Regions from separate parts of the Rattus norvegicus genome. Here region 1 is linked to region 2. A link is a contact called in public Hi-C data. All regions are on one chromosome and are shown on one strand. The core of a region is the stretch at or near the end of the contact, and the rest is flanking DNA. Distances in the headings are between cores, read along the strand shown.

Region 1 (6,886 bases), core at 217-2,716, 940 kb after region 2:
CATTCCTCAGCTGTGAATTCTTTGTTTAGCTCTGAACCCCATTTTTAATAGGGTTATTTGTCTCTCTGCAGTCTAACTTCTTGAGTTCTTTGTATATTTTGGATAGAAGGCCTCTATCTGTTGTAGGATTGGTAAAGATCTTTTCCCAATCTGTTGGTTGTATGGCCTTTACTTTGATTTTCACTAAGAACCTAACAATGATAATCCCTGCCAATGGGAGTTAGACATCAGTAAGAAATCGGCTTGCTCATTTTTTTCTTTCCTTTCACTGAAATGATCTACCAGGTAACCACACAACAAAAAGAAAACTATTTAGCATACACATTTCCTGAGCATCTTGAAATATACCCTGGAGCTTTACCTCTTGCTGGGGGTAATAAAGGGAAACATTTAGCAATTTAGCAATTTGTTTTGAATGCACACATTAAAAATTCTGCTCAGAGACAAAGGATTATCGAGTTTCCAAGAAGTCATAAATGAATCTGACCTCTTCCTGCCCTGAGGTGAATGATCCTTAGAAAACATAAACAGCGGGCTTCTTTCTTTTAACCACCATCTTTTAAAAGTTCTCCTGGTTTCTTTTTATCCTTTTGCATGAGATGTACACATGTATGTATGCCTATGCATGTTCACGTAGCACATGTTACATGTGTGTGAGTGTACATGCAGAGGTCAAATGTTGGCATTGGACACCATCATCCATCACTCTGCTCTGTTTATTGAGGCAGGATTTTCACTGAATCCAGAGCTAGCTGACTGGCTAGTCTAGCCAGCCAGCTTGCTCCAAGATCCCATCTGTGCCTCAAAACCGCTAGGATTACAAGAAGGCTCCCATCCTACCCAACTTTCATATGGTGAAGAAATCAAACCCTGATCCTCACGATTGCAGAGCAAGAGCTCTTCCCACTGAGCCATCTGCCTAGTCCCAGTCTACACTCAGATTTGACTGCCTTCTCTTGCCCTTGGTTTAGATTAGTTTTGAGTCTATAGCCTTTCTTATCTATTTCTCAGTTACTCCTTTTGAGTAATTTTCCCATGACATCTCTTCCTGTTGGAATGTGCATTTATGCAGCCCTCTGGCGTGAAATGCCAGAATGTTACTGGCGCATGAAGTGTCTTTGGATTTAGCGGCTAGCTTGAAGCATCTGCCAATTGCACAGAAACTCCTATACTTGAGCATTCATGCTTGAACCAGAAATTACTTTGTCATCTTTGCTGGCTTTTACTAAGCAGCCAGCAGCTCCCTTGGAACTATGACTTATGACAGAGCTCTTTTCCTTAGACGTCACCCTCTTCTAACTCTCAAAACAACTGTTTCCTCTTCTTCCCAGGCAAATCCTTGGTACCTGTACTATCATGTGTTTCTCACGCTATGTAGCAGGGTTTCTGAAGCATATCAAAATCTGTTGATCCGCACAATGATTCATAAAAATTCCATAGTCCCCCTACAATGCCAAATGCCATCACCTTGAAAACTGCAGATCGGAGATGCCAAATGACTTCTAATGTGGTGATTGATGCACCATTGCTGTGTGCCCAGAAGTGACAACTGGGGTCTTCGATGCCAGGCTATGAGTTTAATACAGTTCTTTGTGATGACACTTTTATAAAAGCTGGCATCAATCCCAATGCATCTACACACACACACACACACACACACACACACACACATATATACATATACATATATAAATATATATGTACATATATAAATATATATATATATATATATATATATATATATATATATATCCTCTAGAAGTCTAAACACCAGCTACCATATGTGAATGAGCTCTGGCCTTTTTTCCAGTAAAGGATGTCTAGTTCTCCATCTGGAAGTCTCCACCATGGCAGAGTGTCCTACTGGTTCTTAGGATACCTTATAACCTAGAGTGAATGAGTCCCACTGGGGTTGTTAAAAGGAGCTAGCCCTAGTACGGTGACAAAAGGAAAGACTATTTTTCTTGCAGAAGATAACTGGAAGGGTTTTGTAAATGAGAGAGCAATCTCTAAGTAGATCCATCCACCTTGCACATCAGGCCTGCATAGTAAATGGATTATGAATGATCTAAAAAGTGAATTGGATTTTTCTTACCTATATTTCTATGGGTATTGGTTTTCAGAAAAGGTAGCAAATTTGCAAAGTCTTATTCACTTTTTTTTTTTTTTGCACTGCAGCCCAAGGGTTCCATCCAGGGTCTTGACAGCAGGGACCTGACATTGATTAGATAAATAATGTGCACATATTGGATAGAATTTAAGCTGTGGTCTTACCCTTCCTGTCTTCCCTACCAATGATAAGCTGTTGAGTTCTGTGAGAAATTTAAGTATGTAATTGCCTTGCAACTAAGATGTATCAGTGAGTTACATATTTAAATGCATGCACACATTCGTACTTATGAATCTTCTCTTTGTTTGAATTTAAGTAAGTAGCATGTTTCTGAAATGAGAAAATTATATGTTGTCAGTTAACAAAGACCTAGTCACATAGCTATGTCTTCTGCCCTTTAATAACTCTCTTGCTAATGTAATATACCCATTTTTTCTTTTGCTACCTCTGCTCAATATTTCCAGACAGAGATACCATAGACATGGAGTGTTTTGATTATCACAACAGCAAAGGCCATCTGTCTTTATAAATGACCTAAATGTAGATTTGGAATCCAAGAGATTTGGGTCAAGGCTGACCTCTGACTTAAATTCTAGGCATTTTGATAGAAGTATCAACATAATGCACTTCGCTAACTTTTACCCTTCAGTATCCCCTTTTATACCTTGCCCTCTTCTACTGAATTCTTCCCAGAAATCCCCTCTTACTTTTATGACTTTCGCTTTGTTTGGGTAGATTAAAATTATTTCATTTATGTGTGTGTGTGTGTGTGTGTGTGTGTGTGTGTGTATGTGTGTGTGTGTGTGCGCACGTACGCACCTATGCTACTGTGTATCTTTCTCTGTGTGTATGCCCATGCTTGCCCTGGAATGTGTGTGGAACTCAAAGAACAACCTGGAGAAGTCAGTTCTCTCCTTCTACCATGAGAATTCTGAGGATCAAACTCAGGTCACCAGTCTTGGTGTCCAGTGCCTTTATCTGCACATCCATCTTGCCAGCCCTATTTTGGTTTTGATTTTTGTGTGGTGGTAACCCACTGAGTTTAATTAAGGTTGCTTTCATGAGCATGGTTGGGAGTTATTTCTCATAAAGTGTTTTATATCCTTCTATTTTAATATTCTAAAGAACAATAAACAGAATACTGCTCCATAAGAGACAGCCCATTCATGTTTTCCTATTGCCAGCCTGTCTCCCTATCATTGTGACTGTCCTTTACAATGAGTGTGCTACGTGTGGTGTGTATGCAGGAGAAGGTCCTGTGCTCTTTATCCACTTTTTGCTTGGTCATTTTCTGTGTTGCATCTTTTCTGCCAGCTTCCCCACTCACTGCTCCTCCCCTTCCATTATCCTTTATATTTATTAAATGGAAATGTTTAAATGGTTGAAATATCTTCAGATCTTTATGTCTCCTCCACCTAATTTTAAAAACATGAAAAGTTGTAACATCGCTCTGAAAAGTAACTGAATTAAGTTGCTTTGTATGTCTCTGACCTTCCATTGATTTCCTTTTCTTTTTGGGTCAGTACTTCTCAATGAAAAGAAAACTTCCCCTTCTTCTGGTGTGGACATCTATACTCTTGTGCAGTGACCCTCAAACCTAGTCCAGAGCATTGCCCAGGCTTGAAGAGCATTTGTCAGTAATTGGCATCTTCCCAAAATTTAGAACATTAACAGACCCTTAACCGAGAAATATACTGATTTTCATTCTCCATCAAGTTTCTTGAAAGCAAACAGAGTCTGCTCTGAAGCAGAGAGCACAACAGAAACAAGAGTCTCTTTAGCTCATTTCATGATGTCTTGTCCAGCATGCATACCGAAGGGACATTCTAGCTATCACCAGGAGCCAAGGAGCTGTCAATAGTTGATTACTTTTGATAAGATCCCAGAATAAGATTCATTGAGAATTACAGATAAGCCCCCAAGATAAGCTAGCTGGAGTGAACCTGATTGCCGGGGGACATGTGGGTCTGGTCAGGATTCTGTATAGCAGAAAGCTTTAGTAATCAGTTCTGCCATGCCAAATAAAGGAAAGCCAGCTAATAATGCCCACCAAGGAATTAATAGCCTCCATCTTTAAGCTCTGTGAGTTCCTTGATGTCCTCTTCTCATATCTATAAGCACACACTGACATGTGCTTTTGAATGGAAGAGTTACCACCTCCTTTCCTGAGACCTTAAACTCAAGAAACTGCAAACATGCAGAAAATTGCTGACAGGAGCAGGCTGAACAGAGCTTAGGGCTGTGTACTCATTCTGCAAGGCTGTAGCACCATCTACTGTCTGAGATATTAAACCTTACTCTACACTGAAGCCTGTGTGTGAATGAGCATGGGGGCTTAAGTGCTACTCTGCTTGTTGGCAAGCCAAAAGCTTTGTCTTCAAATTCATTGTTATTGTCTCAAGAAATACATGTCATTTCTTGTGGAGTCTAGCAAAATGCTCTCTCATTTTGTATCAGCGGATGCAGCAAATGCTCCTGAAAAGCAAGATTGTATTTCTTTAATCAGCAAAGACCTCATTGTGCCTTATTTTTGTGTTGGTATGATGTGACTCACTCTATCTTATTGACACTAATGAGACTCTTTGGGGACCCCTTTGCCCAGTGACTCATGGGGGAATTACTCATGTGCACTTAGTGAAAGAATCATACTTATTATTCCTCCTTCCTGAATAGAAAAAAATCTAATCATTACTTGATGTAAATGTATATGAATCTTTTTTTAATGTTCCATCACAATCGAAGGGATGTCTTGGAGTGTTCTAATTATACATAACCTAAAGATGTTCCTTATTTAATTTGTCATTGAGCAGCATTTTTGAATGTCCTTTTAGATTGTCATTTCATTTAAACCATAAAGAAAGCTTTGAAAAGAAAATGTCAAACCAAGATGATAAATTTAGCCAATTCTCCACCCAACTCCTGGTTACTTACTTGCAAGTCTGATTTAGGAGTATTCTTATTGATCATAGAAGCTTGAACACCTTCAGAAAATTCTTTACATTTAGAAAGACATCCCAGGAGAGAGACCCCATGACTCCAACACTGTGCAAATCTAAAACCAAGAGATTTGCTTTTTCTAGTGGCATGCAAGAATAAGAGTAAGTGGGTGGAGTATGAATGATTTTCAGACATGCTATAACTTGTTCTTAAAAACAAACAACTGGATACCAATAGTTGAGCCAAGACTTGAGAGACAACCAACTGTGCTGGGGTGTGATTTGAATAATTCTAGTCTTGTAACTAAGTAGGCACTCTCTGCTACACACTGGAACCAGGAAAATTCAGTAACCTTGATAATCACAAGAGTGATTGCTGTACAACAAACTTGCCACCGTCAGTTGGCTTGTGACATTTGTATTTGTGTCAGTCACTCTATTAAACCGCTCTCTTTTGTATTTATTTTCTTAACTCCTGGATAATAGAACATAAGAATTCTCTTATATTTTTGGTTGTGAGCCTAGCCTTTAACGGCTGAGCCATCTCTCCAGCCCTCTGTAAGTATTCTCTTAAAGGTGATTTATAAATTGCTTTACAAAGGAGCCTCCAGTTTCTACTCAGGGTGACTGGGGTGTTTTCTTTTATGTCATTTATCACATTACTCAAAGAATCAAGGCACCAATTAAGCACCTGGATTTAGGAAAAGGTTTACATACTGCTGTTCTCTTTAAGTCACCAGGTTAAAGAGACCGGTAGAACAGTGTCCTACACGCCCCCTCCCCTGGCCCCTGCAATGCCTACCATGGAAATGAGGGCAATTCTGATCTTCAACTTTCCTTTCATGCTGGTTCTGGGGAGGCTTCTCTGTGATTTTAATTGGGCTGCCATATTTTTATCCTTTTGATGCTTATGGTTTGGGAGGAATGGAGCCACTGTTGAAGACAGGCAGAGCTGGGAGAGCATCACTCTAAAGAAGTCTTTAATTAGTTACTATGGGCTGAGGGCTATTTAGATTTCTAGGCTGAGTCTGCTCAGGTGAAATAGGGTACCTGCTGCCTAAGACGTAGAGGATCGCATGCCCTTTCAATGATGGGGTACTCTTTCTAATTCAGGTTTCCATTGTAGAAATATTTCCTTTTTTGGTTATTTGATCATGTCTTTGTTTTCTACAGGTTGGGGTTGGAGTATGGAATTTGCACCTATAAATAGCAATAATAAAACAATGTGAAAGAGGAAGGAATGCATGGATTTCTCAAGAACCTTCATACTTCATCCATCTCATGTTCCCATTCAGCCCCCAACAGAGGAGATTATTTTATCTAAGTAATTCTAGAAGAAAAGTGCAAACTGAGCATGTTAAATGCGTGCTGTGTGCCATGTATGTATTGTATGTGTGTGTTGTATGTGTGTGTGTATGTGTGTGTGTGTGCACACCAGTGTGAGTGTTACAGTATAGAATCTAAAACAGTGGCCAAGTAGTGGCACATTCCTCTAACCCTAACACTCTAGAAGCTGAGGCTAAAGGGGAGTTCCAGGGCAGGCCAGGGTACATAGCAAACCACTAATTCAGAAAGAACAGAACAGAACAGAACAGAACAGAACAGAGAAGAAAAGAAAAGAAAAGAGAAGAAAAGAAAAGGAAAGAAAGGGAAAGAAAAGAAAGAAGAAAAGACCATAGAACATAATTACCCAACAGACTACAATAAATAGAAAATGAATTCAGTTTTTTTTATTTAAGGATGAATAGATCTCTAAAAGCTAAGTATATTTTAAGCCCCTGACAATAAGTATTTTATTTGTGTATCAACTCAGATTTTCCATATTGTGGGATATATATAT
Region 2 (6,730 bases), core at 1,820-4,319:
CTGAGTGAAACCTGCTGATATATTCCGTCCGTGTCTCCAAAAAGTCGAAAGCATTTCAAGTGCTGATTTCCCTTAAGAGTTATCAGACCTCATTCAGATTGGTTTAATGAGTGTAAGGGGTGACCTTGTGTCCAAATAGACAGTCCCATATTAAACTATCTGAAGCTTAATCTGCACATATATGTGCAAATACTTTGGAGGGTCCATGAGGGTTATTGGAATGTGCTGCTAAGGTGCTACTCAGACTAAATGGGTATTTTCCACTGTGCTATAATGATGACTATTTGCAAATGACATGAGCACTAGTAATTCATTCATGCACTGATACAAAGCTGGGTCTCAGTACAGTGGTATTGAACTCTCTGCTGGTGGTGTTAATTGATTCGTTTGGAACATTTCCCCCCAGAGAATCCCAATCACAGGTTCTCTGAGCACGGAACTAACACTTAGCTGGGGGTCCCGGATATACAGGGACACACACGTGTGAGGATGTTTTCTTCCAAATAAGCCACTTCCATCTCCTGGCAGAGGTTGATTCTCTGAGGAACACTCCCCAATCAGGAGAGCTTCAGTGAGAAGCTGGCTTTCTTGGCAGAGGTGGCCTTGCTTCTTCCCTGCAGGATAGAAAATCGGGACTGGATTATTGCTTTTATTTTAAGCTAGATGCAGGCTGATTGAAAGAACGATCCCCAGCCCCCAGCTTATCAGTTAACTGACATCCCAGCAATCCGACCCAGATCTGTCTCTCCAGATATACATTGGGTTCCTTACTAGATGGTCATCTCTTGAGCAGATTCTAAGTCATGGTCATAGTGAGCTTTCTTTCCTTTGCTACATTACAAGGTCTCCCGTACAGTAGTCATGAAAAACAAATTAAAGGTGAGAGCAAATGAAACATTTAGAACTGAAATTCAGAAACATAGTTGACGGAGTTTTCTCGTAGTGTTCACAACAGTTTGAAAATTATTGCAATTTTCATCCTACTGGAGGAACATCTTGTCAGTCTCTCTCCCCTCTTTTTAACTGTTGCTAATTGTATATTGAGTTTAAAATGCCATAATACCACGTTTTCTCAGACTATGCTGAGTGTGTGTGTACACAAAAGAATGTTTTCTCCTAAGCCAGGCCATATTTGTTATCAACTTTTACTGAAAATAATATATAACATATAATAAGAATATATATATGAATGTGTGAGTGTGTGTTTGTGTGTGTGCGCGCACGCATGTGCATGTGTGCGTGCGTGTTCCAGTGACTCTTGGTTAAAAATAGACTATGGCTGTTTGGGTGGGATTCAGGAATGTAGTGAGAGGACATATACAAGACAAAATACTCATACTCAATATATGTTATATATATATGTATACATATACACACACATATATATGGAAATGTATTAATTAATCCACTTCTTTTGTATGCTAGCAGAAAAAGTTAATTTAAAAAAATACAAAAAGAGAAATACATACACACACATACACACACACACACATATATGTTATCAATGCAGCAAAAAATAATCAGAATCATGTAGATCAGGCAGATGAATTCAACTTACTAGAAACCATTCATCTTTAGTAATTTACCAGGGAAAATATACTACCAAGTTTTCTTTTCTGGAAAAATTCCTTCCCATGTGCGAAGGGGAGGGACTTATTCTGTCTCCCAATTTGAGAACTAAGAAAATGAGGTCAGGGGCTCTTTTTTCCAACAGTAACTTCAGAAACTGAGAAACACTTACGATATCTATCCCTTCATTAAGATCTGCTCATTTTTCAAGAATTAATTATGTTAAAAGTAAAAAACAATAACAACCAAACGTGAGACTAAATCAAAACCAAAATCACTTGTACCAACTAAGAAGGCTGCCGCATGTGTTTAGAGGAGTGGGGTGATTGCTTACTGCAGTAGTTTAAAAATAGTTTCCCAGTTAACATCTTTCCCACATAATGGAGATGTCAGGGTAGGTTTGTATGATTGTGTAAATGGTCAGAAGTTGTTTATGTAGCTCCAAACTGCTGAGACAGGCACAGGAAGCTGGGGTTCTGTAAAATCCCCGGGGGGCTTTTTTCTATCCAGGGAGAGAAAATTCAGTCTCTCTTGGGGTTGCTGGAAATGGTTTCCAATGAGCTCCACTGGGTTGCCTCTCCTCTGCCTGGAGACTCCCTTTGCGCAGGGATCAAGGGGGCTCAGACTTCCTACCCAGTCTCGATGGCTACCTCGAAATTTAGAGTTGGAGCGAAGGGAAGGGAGCCATTTCTGCAAAGAATTGTAGAGTCCTGTGTAATGACCACAGGACTACCATTAAACCGTTGCACCTGCTTTTGAATAACGACGCTTTTAGTATGCCCCCATACTGCACATATTGATCCTTGTCCCTATTTTATCGCAAGTGTTTCCTCCTTCCCCTTATCCCTTTCCAGACTCATTCAGCTTGACAATATGTTGTACCGGTAAAGACACCAGGTCCGGTTCATTTCACTGTCTGGCGGATGCCCTTGGCCTAAGAACTAGCAAGTAAGTCCGACCCTAAAGCCTTCTCGGTCCATATCCCAAGTCTTTTACTACCGCTTATCCCAAACCCATGCGCAGCGATTCTTAGTCCAGACGTGGTATCCCTGGCCACCTTTAAGATTCCGAGTGTACAAGAAGCCAAAGGCAGGTCGCACCTACTGGTTCCCCAATATTCAGGTGGCAAGGAAGATGCCATCCTCTCTTTGAACCCCGGCACAAACACACCCTTTACGTCCCTCTCCAAGAACCAGACAGAGCTAGTCATGTCCGACAATGCCCCCTTTACCAGTGTCCCGCGTGGGTACTCGGGGTCGCCTCCCCAGGGCAGGGCGGTGCAGGTGCTACGCCTAAGGGTGCACTGCCTCTGGTGACTCACTGAGCATGCCCAGCTCCACTGAGCGCGCCCCCGCCCCCGCCCTCCCCTTGTCTCGGCGCCCCCCTCCCTGTGAGTCTTCCGCTGGTGGCAGCAAAGGAACCGCTGCAGCCTGAACTCCGGTGCGCCGGGTTTTGAGAGCTGCCACAAGCGCGGGGAGGGAGAAGAGCGCGCGGCAGCCACAGAGCACTAGGTTCATAACCAGGATTGGTCGCAAGTAGGGAGCTTTTGCCACTCCGCTGGGACCTTCGGACGCTGGCTGTGTTGCAAGCCCAGTTCTCCTAAGCGCTGTGCCGGGCGTCTTGGGTAAGTCCATCCCGACTCCAGAGCGCTCTCTCCCAGGCACCCTGGTTTGTGGCTTGGGATAAAAGAGCTTGGTCCTTAAGGACTGAGGATGGACAGATCTGTACCCAGGGTTGTCGCTCCTGCGGGGCTGACCGGGAGGCTGTGAGGAGCTGAGAAAACTCTACCTGGCGTAGCAGCACCCCATCCCCCGGACGCCACTGTTACCTCCTGGTGACCCGTGTTCTCCTTTATTACTGTGAAAAGAAGTTTGTTGCTCTGCGTTACGGCCACCAAACGAAGAGCCTATAGCAGAAAATGCACCCAGAACCCTTAAAATCAGCGTCTTCAGCTGGGTCACGTTGTTGCCCTCTCTGTGCGCCTTCGCTCCGTGGGCGCCTTCGAGCTTTTTTTTTTCTTTCTTTAAATGCTGTGGGAGGGTGCCGTGCCGGGGTATCTATCCAGGAGCAATCCGTAGTATGGGCAGGTGAAGTTGGGCTGAAATTTGAAGGGACTTGGACATCAGGGCTCGGGAGACTGGGACACAGCATTGAGAGATCGCTTTTGAAACGCTCATTTTTGGAGCGCCCACACTGTGTAGGGTTCCTTGCAAAGCACGGTGAGTGATTGCTCCGCGCTTAACAACACCGACCAGGTCTCTGGTGTTGTGGAGGGCACGAGATTTTTCCAGTGTTGGTCTTAGCAGATTGTAGGGGCAGCATGTTTTTCCAATAACTTATGGGGAGGGGAGGACATTCAGTTTCTTTGGGGAAGGCAAAGGCAACTGCACCACGTCCTCTGCACAAGCGGCAGAGAGACGGGTATCAGGCGTCCCGCAGGTGCCAACCTTTAACCCTTTAGCTCTCAAAATAATTATTGCTTCATTTCTGCTCTTTACCGTTCTCTACTGTATATATTTCACTAAAACTGAAAGGCGTAGGCCAGGTAGACGTAGGTAGGCTCCTCAGTCTCTTTAACCAAGCAGAACCTGATGCGTGAATGCATTTTGTGGCACCGCGCTGTGTTGCAAGGAGGCTGCCTAGAGCATTGGGAAATAAGGTGATAGGTTGTGAGCCCCAGGCATTATGCTCTGAGGCAAAGATTTGCAGAGGCTGTGACCAGGTAAATCAGTGTAACTGATAATCCCTGGAGTGTGTGGAGTGCAGGAAGGATAGCAGGCTAGATCTTGGGGACACATTAAAAGGATTGTTTGTAAGGCAGGTACTGTGAGCCCCACTCGCTGAACTTTTCCTAGTTTCCTACAGGAACCAATAGGGGGACAAGCCATGTTTTTTTCAAAATAAAGGTGCCTTTTAATTGTGTGGGCTTTTCCAGTGATTTACGGTGATGGGAGCTGGGTGTTTCAAGGAACAAACACAACAGGACTGATTTGTTTGGACAACTACATAGAATAATTTGGAATGCGCTTTTATGCTTTTGCATGTCGAGATGTATAGTTCTTGTTCCTTAGCACAGTAGGTGCCCTAGCAACTGTAGCTTGGGGGTGGGGTGGGAGTTCCTTACAGTAATGTTTCAAGCCTTGCTGGAGAGCAGGCTTTATCAGTCTCAATTCAGGGGGTTGAAAAAGAGCATCACATCAGACTACAGACACGCCTTGCTGGGTCAAGAGCCAACTCAGATTTCTCTAAATCTGTTCTTGGTGCCTTCGTCTAGATTTCATTCAGAGCAGGTTGGGAATTTCCAGTGGGTTGTGAACAGTAAGAAACACTGCTGAGTATCCAAAGCTTAGTTCACTAAGATCATGAGTTTTGCTGCTTTATAAAATTCTATTCACCCCCTCCCTTCTCTTAAAACAAAACAAAACATTGGTTTCCACCGACTTTAACTGCCTGTCTTGGTATAAGAGGTCAGGATAAGTCTCATTAGGGTTCAGTGTGGAACACTCAGGTTGCTTGCAAGGTGGGAAAGGTCTTTTGAATTAAGAGTCTACAGCTCTGAGAAGTCACCTGTTGTTAAAGCTGCCTCTGGAAACTGCAACAAAAGGCAGATCTCTTATTTGTTGCCTGTCAACCCACTTGCAATTTCTCAGGTTTGAAGACTTTCAAGTCAGTTGGAAAGCAGTTAAGAACCTCCTTCCATAGTCATTCCAGAAGTACCCGATTAAGGGTGACCGAAGAACAAATCTGTCAAATGCAGTTGGATTTTTCTTTCCTTTTTTTTTTTATCATCCCTTTATTTTATACATGTCCTCTTGTTCAGAAGTATGTCTTTGCACTTTTAACCTTTAAACTCCTGAGTTTTTGGCTGCAAATTCTTTCAAAAGTTCCTCAGGACAACTTTTATTTGCAATTTAAGTCTTACAAAAAAAATCAAAATCAACATAACCTCATTAACTAAGCCTGTTGATGGAAACCACCCTCTTTATACTCCTGACTTATTCAGCTTTCTGCTATCTCCAACTTTATCTGATATTGGTTTCAATGCATTTTAGTTTTCTTTGTTATATTCAAAGTCAGAAGAAAAAAATACGTGTGAGCTGTAACCTCTCTTTTTATCAGGTGAAATTCAACTTTGTGGTGAACTTGATTTTATAGGATTTTTACCAAACCCATTTCCTGTGATGGTCAGGGGTAGGCTTCTAGTCTTTGATGTGTACACGTCCTTTGTTTTCATTGTTTTGTATGTATAAAACAGCACCGGAAGTCTTTCAGACTCCAGGATTTAGTGCTTTAAGTGATTTCTTTTTCTTCATCTTTGTCTTAAGTTTCCTTTATTATTTTCTATGAGAAGAAAATTTAAATAAATCATTAAAATTTGAGCACATTTGAGGATGAGGTATGGTAAATTCACAGTGAAATAAAGTAGCAAGGTATGAGACAGGTATCTGTTGGTATCACTGGGCCAACACTCCTTTTAAGGGATCACTGCCAGCTTGGGAGTTACTGTTACCTTTCTCTTTTTGTTTGTGTCTGTCATTCATTACCAGTGACAAAGTAGCCAGTTGCAGAAGTACCCAGAGTCTGTCTTCTCAGAGCCAGTTTCCTTGTCATAAGGCAAATGCCTGGGATGAGCCCTTAGAAGGAGTGCATGGGAGGAGTTCTCCTAGTTCTGGATGCAAACTTATGAGGGACAATGAGTAGTTTTAAAGAAGAAACATGCCAGGGATCAGAGGTGACCAAGGGAGAAAGCAAGAACACAGTCCGCACTGCAATTCTTTTTGCAGGGAGGGAAGGCCCTTGACCTTATAGCAGACTCACCGAGTTCCAAATCTGCTTCTAACAGTCAGACGCCTTGTGTGAGTCTGAGTTTCCCTAGCTTTAAAGCTGGAATGGTCTCCATTTTAAGTTTCCACAATAGGTGTAAAACATGAGGTGAAAATCAAAGAACCTGACTGGAGTGGATTGCCTAGTTTAACATCTCTAACACACAAGTCAGGGAAGCATATTGCTTCATGCATAAAATACATTTTTTTTAATTCCTGTCACGTCCCGATATGGGTGATTTTTAGCAGCAATTCTGGAAGGTATGAGTCAGAGACCCCCTTCATGAAACTCTGCTGAATCCTATGGAATTTTTAGAAGAAAGAGACTGGGTGTTAAT

The links. A called contact is a pair of places that touch in the nucleus more often than the background predicts.
Region 1: a Hi-C map of frontal cortex shows a contact between it and region 2, with 2.7 times the contacts expected there. The contact joins the enhancer-like site here to the promoter of Cntn4 in region 2. A contact is called at or near these places in 4 of 12 Hi-C or Micro-C datasets (frontal cortex, hepatocytes, kidney and 1 more).

The regions. Positions count from the first base shown.
Region 1 is chr4:141,123,190-141,130,075 of GRCr8, forward strand. All of the region lies in intron 14 of Cntn4 (contactin 4), which reads left to right. Among named protein-coding and RNA genes, the nearest start is that of Il5ra, 93 kb to the right of the region's middle. Within about 2 kb of position 1,467, at least 2 of the 93 cell types and tissues checked have an H3K27ac peak or open chromatin away from gene starts, as enhancers often do.
Region 2 is chr4:140,177,752-140,184,481 of GRCr8, forward strand. Cntn4 (contactin 4) reads left to right here and starts at 3,070. Exons shown (of 25, transcript NM_053879.2): 1 at 3,070-3,193. It overlaps LOC120102360 (a long non-coding RNA gene), which reads right to left and starts at 2,886. Exons shown (of 2, transcript XR_005503811.2): 1 at 2,801-2,886; 2 at 1-614.